2 separate regions of the Danio rerio genome follow, and region 1 is linked to region 2. Evidence: chromatin contacts called from public Micro-C data. All regions are on one chromosome and are shown on one strand. Each heading gives the region's core, a stretch centred on a gene start, on an enhancer-like site or on the middle of the called end of the contact. The rest is flanking DNA. Distances are from core to core; before and after follow the strand shown. Region 1 overlaps yjefn3 (YjeF N-terminal domain containing 3). Region 2 holds the start of yjefn3 (YjeF N-terminal domain containing 3).

Evidence for each region. Hi-C and Micro-C count contacts between places; a contact is called where the count stands out from the background.
Region 1: a Micro-C map of caudal fin shows a contact between it and region 2, with 11 times the contacts expected there. The contact joins the enhancer-like site here to the promoter of yjefn3 in region 2. A contact is called at or near these places in 4 of 18 Hi-C or Micro-C datasets (caudal fin, embryo, skeletal muscle and 1 more).

Annotation. Positions count from the first base shown.
Region 1 is chr22:18,133,107-18,138,473 of GRCz12tu, reverse strand. All of the region lies in intron 1 of yjefn3 (YjeF N-terminal domain containing 3), which reads right to left. Among named protein-coding and RNA genes, the nearest start is that of cilp2, 28 kb to the left of the region's middle. Within about 2 kb of position 1,778, at least 8 of the 62 cell types and tissues checked have an H3K27ac peak or open chromatin away from gene starts, as enhancers often do. A contact at or near this core is called in caudal fin, where this site is marked.
Region 2 is chr22:18,080,119-18,085,588 of GRCz12tu, reverse strand. yjefn3 (YjeF N-terminal domain containing 3) reads right to left here and starts at 1,584. Exons shown (of 6, transcript NM_001044843.1): 1 at 1,526-1,584. The coding sequence starts at 1,584. LOC141380303 (a long non-coding RNA gene) reads left to right here. Exons shown (of 4, transcript XR_012398126.1): 4 at 1-633. tssk6 (testis-specific serine kinase 6) reads left to right here and starts at 3,898. Exons shown (of 1, transcript NM_001044845.1): 1 at 3,898-4,704. The coding sequence starts at 3,898. The coding sequence ends at 4,704.

The DNA.
Region 1 (5,367 bases), core at 529-3,028, 53 kb before region 2:
TTTTTTAAAGATATATATTATATTTATATTATTATCTAATATACATAATTTGCGTCCTTACAAAAGCATCCAGATCAATTTGATTTAAGGATTTTTTCCCCCAAATTGAGCTATTCGACCCATCTGGTGAAATTGTATTCATATTGCAATATATATCACAAAAAAACAAAATATCGCTATATATATATATATATATATATATATATATATATATATATATATATATATATATATATATATATATATATATATATATATGAAGTCAGAATTATCAGCCCCATTTATTTTTTCCCCGATTTTTGTTTAACGGAGAGAAGGTTTTTTCAACACATTTCTAAACATAATAGTTTTATTAACTCATTTCTAATAACTGATTTATTTTATCTTTGTCATGGTGACAGTAAATAATATTTGATATTTTTCAAGACACTTCTACACAGCTTAAAGTGACATTTAAAGGCTTAGGGTAATTAGGGAAGTTATTGTATAACAATGGTTTGTTTCTTTAGACTATTGAAAAATAATATAGCTTAAAGGGGCTAATAATTTATGAATAATTAATTATGACCTTAAAATGTTTTTTAAGAATTAAAAACTACTTTTATTCTAGCTGAAATAAAACAAATTAAGACTTTCTTCAGAAGAAAAAATATTATTAGACAAACATAATTTGGGAAATATTTTAAAAAAGAAAAAACTATTTAAAGGGGGGCTAATAATTCTGACTTCAACTGTTTGTGTGTGTGTGTGTGTGTGTGTGTGTGTGTGTTTATATATATATATATATATATATATATATATATATATATATATATATATATATATATATATATATATATACGTCAATGTTTACTATAATACTACAAAATGCTTGACCTAAAAAAAAAAAAAAAAAAAAACACTGATCTCATTAAGGATTTAGTTAGCATTAATAGCTGTTGATGGCTTATTTCCTCAGATACATTTCTGGCTTTTGTAGCGTGTTGTTTTAAAGTTGTATTTCACCCTGAGGCATTTTTCCACTGTGTTTCCAGGACAACGTGTTTTGTTTGTGTTTGTTTGTTGTCTCTTATTGCTTTGGGCACCAGAGGGACAGAAGAAAAAAACTATTTTTAAAAATGATTATACATTATTGAGTTCTCTCAGCTGTACACACTCGGCTGAATGTAACATTTTCCATTTCAGTTCCAGACATCCTTCTGTCACTCTCTACTTCTCAATCCTTCAGATAGATAGATAGATAGATAGATAGATAGATAGATAGATAGATAGATAGATAGATAGATAGATAGATAGATAGATAGATAGATAGATAGATAGATAGATAGATAGATAGATAGATAGATAGATAGATAGATAGATAGATGTGTCATTGGTCAGTGAATATAGATCAGGACTGGGGTCGGTGTGTGCTCTGATCATTGGCGTGAGTCTCTGCATGGGCTTTTCCAGCGTTCTGGCATTTACCGTCTCCAATAGAGCTGCACAGCCGTCAAGCCGAGTTTGCAGGGGGAGATTTCCTGGCGTACTGTGACACAGTGATATTTGTAAAGTTCAACCGAGTCTAGTGCTTTTGATATTTCCGTTCCCACCGACCTATTCAAGGAAATCCTGTCGGCTGTGTATTTTCCCAATTTCTCAGAAAGGTTCCCAGCGTGAGATAAAACTGAGAAGTGTTGTTTCCCGTATACAGCAAAGATTTCTTACTTCACTTAAGATCCCTCAATGTTAACAGTTTAAATGAGTCCTCAACCTTATTCATTTGTGGTGGGGGAAACTGCAGTGAGGGAATATCCCCACCAGGGGACAGTGTGACTTAAACTGCTCTCCCAACATCCACATCATCCATCAGGACAAATTACGACTAACATAATAACATATAAGAACATACAATGAGAAATAAAGCTTCCAAAATTGGAGTTTTCACAGCAATGCCATACAACAAGAGTTTTTGTTGAGAATAGTTCTCAAAAGAACAACCTTAAAGTAACGACTCTTTAGGAATCAGTGGTTCCATAAAGAACCTTTATCATCTAGAATCGTCTCATTGGCCAAAAAATTAATTTATATTTTCACACGGAGACAAAAAATATTAATAATTTAAAGAAAAGTCAATAAAGAAAAAATAACCAATATAAACTATAATAAATGTGATTACATTTATATAAAAAAGATTAAATTAGAGTATTATTTGTAGTTCCCCAAAGTATATTTCAGCAAAGATATCAGCTTTATCTCATTAACAAAATGTTCTTCTGCTATAAAAAACTTTTTGTATCAGTTTACACTTAAAAAATAAGGGTGCGTGTCCACTGAAGTGCTGAAAACACCAATGCTCTTCTAAAAACAGTCAGCTGTGAGTGCTTTTTTTTTCTCAGAGATTAAAAAACAGGGGCTCACTGCCTCATTACGCTGCTGATGTTTAATGGGTCATGAAACACCAAAATGAGATGTTTTTTTTAGATGTTGACAGTCATATATGTGTCCCATGTTGCTAAAAGCACTACGAGAACACATACATTTAGCTAAAAAGTGAAAATGTATTGTTTTTGCAATTTTAAGAGCAAATTTATTCTTCCGGTTTAAAAATATTTAATCTCCGTCACAGCGATGAGATCACTGTAAATTCCAGCATGGAGATTGGTTGTCTGTAGCGGCTAGTAAAAAAAGGGACATTATTGTGGATTAAAGTGGTCTGGTAACACGTGACAAAAGTAAGTTTGTAAGGAACATTTTTTTACCCAAGAGCTTTCGTAAATGTAATAATATTGTAGCTATATTACTGTAAACTTAGTAACTAATTCAGTTTGACTAAGGTATTTCTTAAAAAATGAAAGAGTAATGCTGATGATACTTACTAACTCTGCCATATGAATAAACATAAACAAAGAACAATGATCCGTAGAGACAGAACAATCAACACCAACTGGAACCGCGTCTGTTTTTAAACAGTGGCAAATCCATTTTCACCATTTCCAGATTCGACAAGCTCTCGGGTAAAAAATGTTTCCTACAAACATATTTTTGTTGCATGTTAGCAGACCGCTGTAATCCACGCAGGTGGGTTCGCACGCTCGCAGGATAATGGAAATAAAACCTTCATTGTGGCACATTTATAAATGAAACACAGACGACATGTCTTCGAATAATTCTACTACTACTTGTTTTAATTATGGTTGGCAACACAACATGGCATCTGAACATTGTGCAGGTAAAAGGTCTTCGAAGATACCATTTATATCAGTTAAGTGGTCACACTTTACAATAAGGTTCATTAGTTAATGTTAATTAATGCATTTACTAACATGAACAAACAATGAACAATACATTTACTACTGTACTTGTTTAAGTTAGTAAACGTTAGTTAATGAAAATACAGTAGTTCATTGTTAGTTCATGTTAACTCATGGTGCATTAACTAATGTTAACAAGCATGGACTTGGATGTTAATAATGCATTAGTAAATGTTCAATTATGATTAATAAATGCTGTACAAGTGAGGTTCATGATTAGTTCATGTTAGTAAAGGCATTAACTAATGAACCTTATTGTAAAGTGTTACCAATTAAGTTGCACCTCATTTACAACCGCTGATTGGTTCGAACCAAGTCTTCCTCATGAATCAATGATGAAAACTCAATGACATCACGTTGTACCGGCCGATACAGACATTTAATCTCCACGATGGAATTTACACAATGATCACATGGCCGTGACGCAGATGGACACAAATTTCTTTTCAAACTAGAAGAACGAATTTGCTCGAAACAACGCAAAAACAACCAACTTTCACTTTGTAGTGAAATATATATATATATATATATATATATATATATATATATATATATATATATATATATATACTTTTGAACTTTATATATAACTGTCAACATCTCAAAAATGTGTTTTGGTGTTACATGTACATGATCCTTTAAAATACGGTTCTTTTATTGACAAAAACAGAAAAAAAGCTCAGCTCTTGAAAAAAAATGCTGTGCTGGACACATGTCCTTTCAAAATAGTGACATAAAAACCTTTCACCAAACCATTCTTACAACTTCATATCCTCTAATGTTAATAACAATTTTACACATATAAAGAACCCTTTTGTACTATAAATATGGCATAGATTGGGTTCATGTTCGAGGTACTTAATGTCACAGCTGATGCCAGTAAACAACCTTTCTTGAGATTCCCGAGTATGCAGAGCTCACCAGGTTTGCATTAGCATCACCTTTGGCATTGCTGTAGCATCGGTCTCGGCCTAATTGTTGTTGATCACCCTTACAGCAGATCCACACATGACTGCACAGCCAAAAGAACAACAGTATCAGGCCAGGCATTTACCCTGAGAGTCTCCCTAATTTCCCCATGAGGAGCAGCTCTATCTGAGAGCTGTGAATTGTGCTGTTCAGCTGTAATAACAACTCGGCTAATGAGCTTGTTTACCTCCAGCCTGCTAGCTTGCTTAACACACAAGAGTGCTGGAAGAGTTTCGCCTGTTAGCGAGGCCATTTGTTGATTTGCATAGCACAAAATGGGGGATACGACGCAAAATCCCCGTTTTTCCTTCGTTTTCAAATACTATAATTACCTCAACACACCAAGAGACAGCCAAATAAGCACCTTTCTGGTCTAAATCAGCAGGCTTGTTTTGCAGGACCAGCCGCTTCTGACAAGTATCCGGTTCACAACTCGATGTTCTCAGCGAGGACTGATTTAACAAAGGAAATGAGTGGGTGAAAACGATATAAAAGAAAGTAATGGCTATGGAGAACAGAATGCCATTTGCATAGCCGCCAAATGTACCCAATATCTCGTTTAGGGGGTTGGATCGCCACATTTGACATCTGCTAATTTGTTCGAGACTGAATTGTTTTCTTAAAGTGCTGCGCAAAACTATTTAATGGCAGATGATTGAATTGCACCCCTGGTGTGATGATGTTATGAGCATTTGCTTGCTATTTAAAACAGCATTTGAAAAAAAATCATTTAAGGGTTAATCTGCAACTGCTGTGACATTTCCATCTGCATTCCTAATTCTAAAACTCATAAATCACACATTACACCCATCATGTTCCATGAAGTATTGAACAAAACTAAATGTTAACTAATTACCTTAAAAATATATGCAGTTCTAGGCTCTGTACATACAAACTCATGGATTTTAAAAATAGCAGCTTTTTCTATGTGGTTTGGTTGTACATATTAGGTTACTAAAACCAAAACGTTTTGAAAACTCCTTCCAAGGAAAAGATTTACAAAAATGTTGGGGTTTGTCTTTACTGTTATTTCCTTTGTGTGACAAAGATTGTGTACCAAGATGTGCAACTGTGCAATGGCCAAGGTAACCAAATACCAATGGGA
Region 2 (5,470 bases), core at 335-2,834:
ATGTGCAGAAGTTCAACTTTTTGTGCCATGGTTAGCATCTTCCTCTGCCTTTTGGGTAATACCACAGGTGCATATAACGGTAAAGAACATTTCGTTGACATTGTGGAGACAAAACTTGCAAACATACAGTACAGCACATCAGTCACACTGCTAGCGATCGAAAATTAAATAGATTTAGCAAGCTGAACGCATTCTGTACTGTACAGGAGACACGATTTGGAGATTGATTGACAGTGGTCTACAGCCAATCAGGACGCAGAACACAATGCGCAGGATTACAGTATAGCGAGGGACCACTGTACAATAATTATAAGTAGCTTTCCCAGTACTTGGGTTGCAGCTAGAAGGGCATCCGCTGAGTAAAACATGTGCCAGAATAGTTGGTGGTTCATTACGCTGTGGTGACCCATGATAAATCAGGAACTAAGCCGAAGGAAAATTAATGAATGATTGAATTTTAAATAGCAATCCACACACAAAACGGGACAAACAGCATGGCGACCTGAAAACCCATCTTTTTCCAACCCAGGGTTGTCAGTCTTGGTATCGGCGTCAATACCTGACATCAATAAAAGAACACAGGGGCCATTAACACATACAAATCCCAGGATATACACTACAAATCAGTATGTTAAATAAAAAACTATACAAAACAATGCCAATTGTTTGTGTTCTCACTGTGTGATGAATCCATACAAAATCAACATTTTTGGGGGTTTAAGTAACAGTAGAAACATTAATCTCCCCTGAATTCACGCCGTTAAACCTCAAATCCTTAAATCCTATTATTCCGTACTCCCTTAAAGTGTATAATTTGCTTCGTCTCTTGCCGACCAGTGTATTCTAAACACCGTGGGCTGGTGTGAAGAGCTTCAAGGGCCTCTTTTGCCAGGAAAGCAAACCTCATGCCGCTCAGGCTCATGATCAAAACACCATTTGTTCTGTATCGTTTTTATAGAGATTCTCCAGTTACACTCTGCTGAATCAGTATCCTACAAGAATACGAGGCACTTTGTCAGATGCGAGATCGAATTAGACACTTTTATAGACTGATAATGTGCTCTGACAGATGCCATATTTCACTCGGATCAGAAAACAGGCGGCCTCCTGCTTGTTTAAAGAGCAGATCTTTGGCTGTGATGTTGCCATCACAACATCCAGCAGCTAAAATGTCACATCACCTTCACCGACATACCTAAATCACTCACAAACTGCTGTAGAGAGACCTGAAGTGCAGCGTTTCTTTCACCTGTTTGCTGCCTGCATGCCAGGTTATTAAAGCACGTTGATCTTAATCAACGTCCCTTAGTTTGGCAAACAGGAAAGCTGGGAGGAAATGAAGTTAGATGCATTTTCTTTAGACAGTAAGGGATATTACAGCCATCCGTCTGTGTCCCAAATTACATTCAGTTAGACTGAAGTAATGATACAAACAGTATTCACCCTTATTAAGATGCATTTAAACACAAACTGCTACTGCTCACATTATGAGGCGTAATAACAACAAAAAAAAAACATAGCATACCTGAGGTAACGCAGTGGCTCTATGGTCTCAGGTTCTTTCTCGTTGGAGCTGTGGTTCATCTTGATTTATTCGGCAGCGCTTATCTCTAGCAACAGTCACCCTCTTATTGCTCTTTCTATTCTCACTGTGTGTGCCCTGCTTCAGTCTACTGGCTTACTGGCTGATAAAACCAGGCTCCACGCGTAGATCAGCTACTCTTGCTGGAAGTGTCAGCCAATTAAGAGGCAGGGAGACACCGGGAGTGCCGTCTGATTGGCTGAGCACCCCTGATGCTGGAGAGCTCAGTCAAGCATAAACCGCATCCCTTTCAGATGGAGCATCCTCAGTAGAGGAGCGTGAATGTGTCTATTTTGATTTGAACGCTTATTCATCATGGAGCTGTTTTGGCACATTATCTGTGTAATACTACTGATCATGCATATATTCACGTGTTGAGCTGTTATTATGCAAGGTCTGAGCATTTTGACAATAATTATCATTTATAAGACTCATAAACGGAGATGCTGCTAGCATACAAAGCCAGCAATATTATATTTTAAAGTGTTTAATTTTGTTATAAATATGCAGGGTTTAGTTCATTTGCATTTGAAACGAGCAACAAGCAATGTTTTACATAATGTAAAGTGTTCTAAACTGGATTAATGGAGAGTGATATAAATTAGCGCCACACTGCCGTTTAGAGGTCATATCGCGTCTCTGCAGGCATAAAGTTATTCTGTTGGGGAAATAAACGTAGTAAATTAGGCTTGAGTTTGAGATATATACCCAAACATGCAACTAATTAAAGTAATGAAGAATATAATTTCAGTACTCACTATAATCCTGATGAAAGTGTTATGACGTCACAATAACACCAAAAGACTCCATAAGATGTGATTTTACTTAACATATTGGTATTTATACTATTAAGATATCTGTGAAAGCGATTATCGCTAATATTGAACGACTTTTTCACATTTTAAACGACTGAAGAACCATTTTGGTCGCTCTGAAATCCGATCACGCGGAGAAGACCGTTTCCAGGCTCAGACAAAATGAAAGACGTAAACGGTTGGTGTGAGGGAAAGTGTTTACCGGCAGTGTTGGGTAAAGTTACTTTTAAAGTAACATATTACAATGTTCACAGCAAGAAGGTCGCTGGTTCGAGCCTCAGCTGGGTCTGTTGGCATTCTGTGTGGACTTCGCGTGGGTTTCCTCCGGGTGCTCCGGTGTTATGCCGAGAAACACACCTCTGCCGCAAAATGCACCCTCTCATAGACTTTTATTAGCATTCTCAGTCGACATAAATAAATAAATAAAAGGTCTTAGTTTATTAAAACGTAAAATTATTATTTTATGTGTACGTTTAAAAACACTAGATTTACAAATAAATGAAACATTTTATTAAGTGTAGCCTAAAATTAGCCTTTTTGTTGGGTTTTAAACAGGGTAAATGAAACACAAAATTGTTGCTGTTTTAAACTAAACCACACATACTTAATATCTGTATGACTGTAAGTCAATCTATTTACTTATATCTTTATATATCTTTAGTCAGGAAGGTTCCATTCATGAAACTCACCTCAATCACTCTAGAGTCAACTCTATTATTTATTATTGACTAAGCCAAAAAGAAAATTAATGAATGAAAAATACAATATTAAGTCGCTTTGAAGTAACAAATTTGTTACTTTGTTATTTTTTAAGCAAAGCAGGCAAATGTAAAGCAAAATTATTCGTTTTATATACATTAAAATAGGCTTAGGATTGTAATTACTACTTTTTAACAAAGTTTAAAAGTATGAAAGAGTTTAACATTGAGTTGTACTGCAAACAATAAAGATCTATATATGTGGATCTAGACTAGTTACACTCTCCTATATATTTTACTCCGAGGCAGAAACCAACATCACGTTCATTTTCATCTGTTATTATTGTTCTCATTAATCTGAACACAAGAGGACACTAAAGGCACGTGTAAACGGGGTCTAAAACAGAGAGCTTTTAAGTCAAAAACACTTGAGTGGATTGATTTCATAGTGTAAATACTCATTTGATCAAATGACTCAAACATTTGAGTGCTTGTTAACACCATGGACCAGGTTAAGCATTTCAGCTGACCACTTGATCAGATCGCTTAAAATGCTAATAAAAGGTGGAAATAGGTCCATGTTATGCATTAATTGTGATTAAATAATTGAGTACAGATAACAGAGGCCTAAATTACTGCTTCCAACATTCTTAACCTGTAGAATGATCTATGATGACATCATAGAATAGAATGCTTAAAGAACACAGTAGAATGCACATTCTTATGACATGGGTGAGGAATGCAGTGCAAACTCAAGCTTGACAGTTCTCCTGAGATTGTAGCATACATCTGTTGAGACAAAATGTCTATTAACAACGTTTTGAAAGGCATGGGCTACACTTTCCTCACCTCAATTGGTGAAGGCTCCTTTTCTCGAGTCAAGCTTGCCACCTCGCAGAAGCACTGCTGTAAGGTGGCTATCAAAATTGTAGACCGCATGAGGGGCTCTGCGGATTTCATCCAGAAGTTTCTCCCAAGGGAACTGGCGGTTTTGAGACGGGTGAATCACGAGAACATCATCCAAATGTTCGAATGCATTGAGGTGGCGGGAAAGCGACTCTGCATCGTGATGGAGGCTGCGGAGAAAGATCTCCTTCAGAAGATACATGAGGTCCATCATATTCCTAAAGACCTAAGTAAAACCATGTTTGCGCAGATGGTCAGCGCTATCAACTACCTCCACCAGATGAACATTGTCCACCGAGACCTGAAGTGTGAAAACATACTGTTAACAGCCGATGAGAAAATTAAGATTGCAGACTTCGGCTTTGCTCGATTCGTTGAAGACCCTTCAGAGCTCAGTCATACCTTCTGTGGATCTCGGGCCTACACTCCACCGGAGGTCATCACAGGAACGCCGTATGATCCAAAGAAGTATGACGTATGGAGCCTTGGGGTGATTCTGTATGTCATGGTGACTGGAACAATGCCATACGATGAAACCAACGTCAGACGACTTCGCCTTCTTCAGCAGAGACCATTGAATTATCCAAGTAATGTCGCCGTTGAGGAACCATGCCGGGTGTTTATCAGAACTCTGCTCCAGACAAATCCTTCCACAAGGCCAACTATTCAACAGGTGGCCGGACATTCTTGGCTGCAGAGCTAAAGCACAAGAACTCATAAAACCATGTGTTGGATTGCAAATTAATAAAATCTATTCATGTTGGAATGGTGTGTCTGTATATTTGAGTTTACATTTATATTTTATATTTGGTCGGGGGGGGCGATCATGTTGCCTTAGATCATTTGACCATCCTGGTTGACCAAAACAATTGACAAATTTGTAATTCGTCCTCCACAATAAAGAGTCTCAATAAAGAGCGGCACACATTTCGGGTTGCAGCACTAGCAATATAGGAAACAGGAAATGTGGAAAATACCAAGACAGTTACCAGAACTTTGGTTTTATTCCATTTTTTTCCCAAAGAATCCCTGACCCAGCAACAATGCATTATCTGCGCCAAATTTCTTGCTAATGAATGCAAGAGGCCGAATTAATGACATTTGCAGACGACTCATCTTTAATATTGCAACAAGCCCATGGCATTTTTGAGCCCATAGAAAAAGAATTTACATGCCCAAAATTAGATGGAAAAAAATGGCACCTAATTGGCAAATAATATAGGGCCAATTTAAAAGGCCAAAGGCTTACATTTTTCAGTTACAAATCAAAGGGCCTACTGATGTTTTACTTTTAGAACTTACATTAGGCTATTATTTGTGCATAAACATATCTAGACAGTTAATAAACAAACCGTTTGTTCGAAAACAAATTTTTTGTCATCCTTACTGCAAACCATGTGAGTGATAATATTAAATGTGCAGGGGTGCCATACAATGTTTTCTGGGGGAAAAGGGGGTCTCAGGCAAAA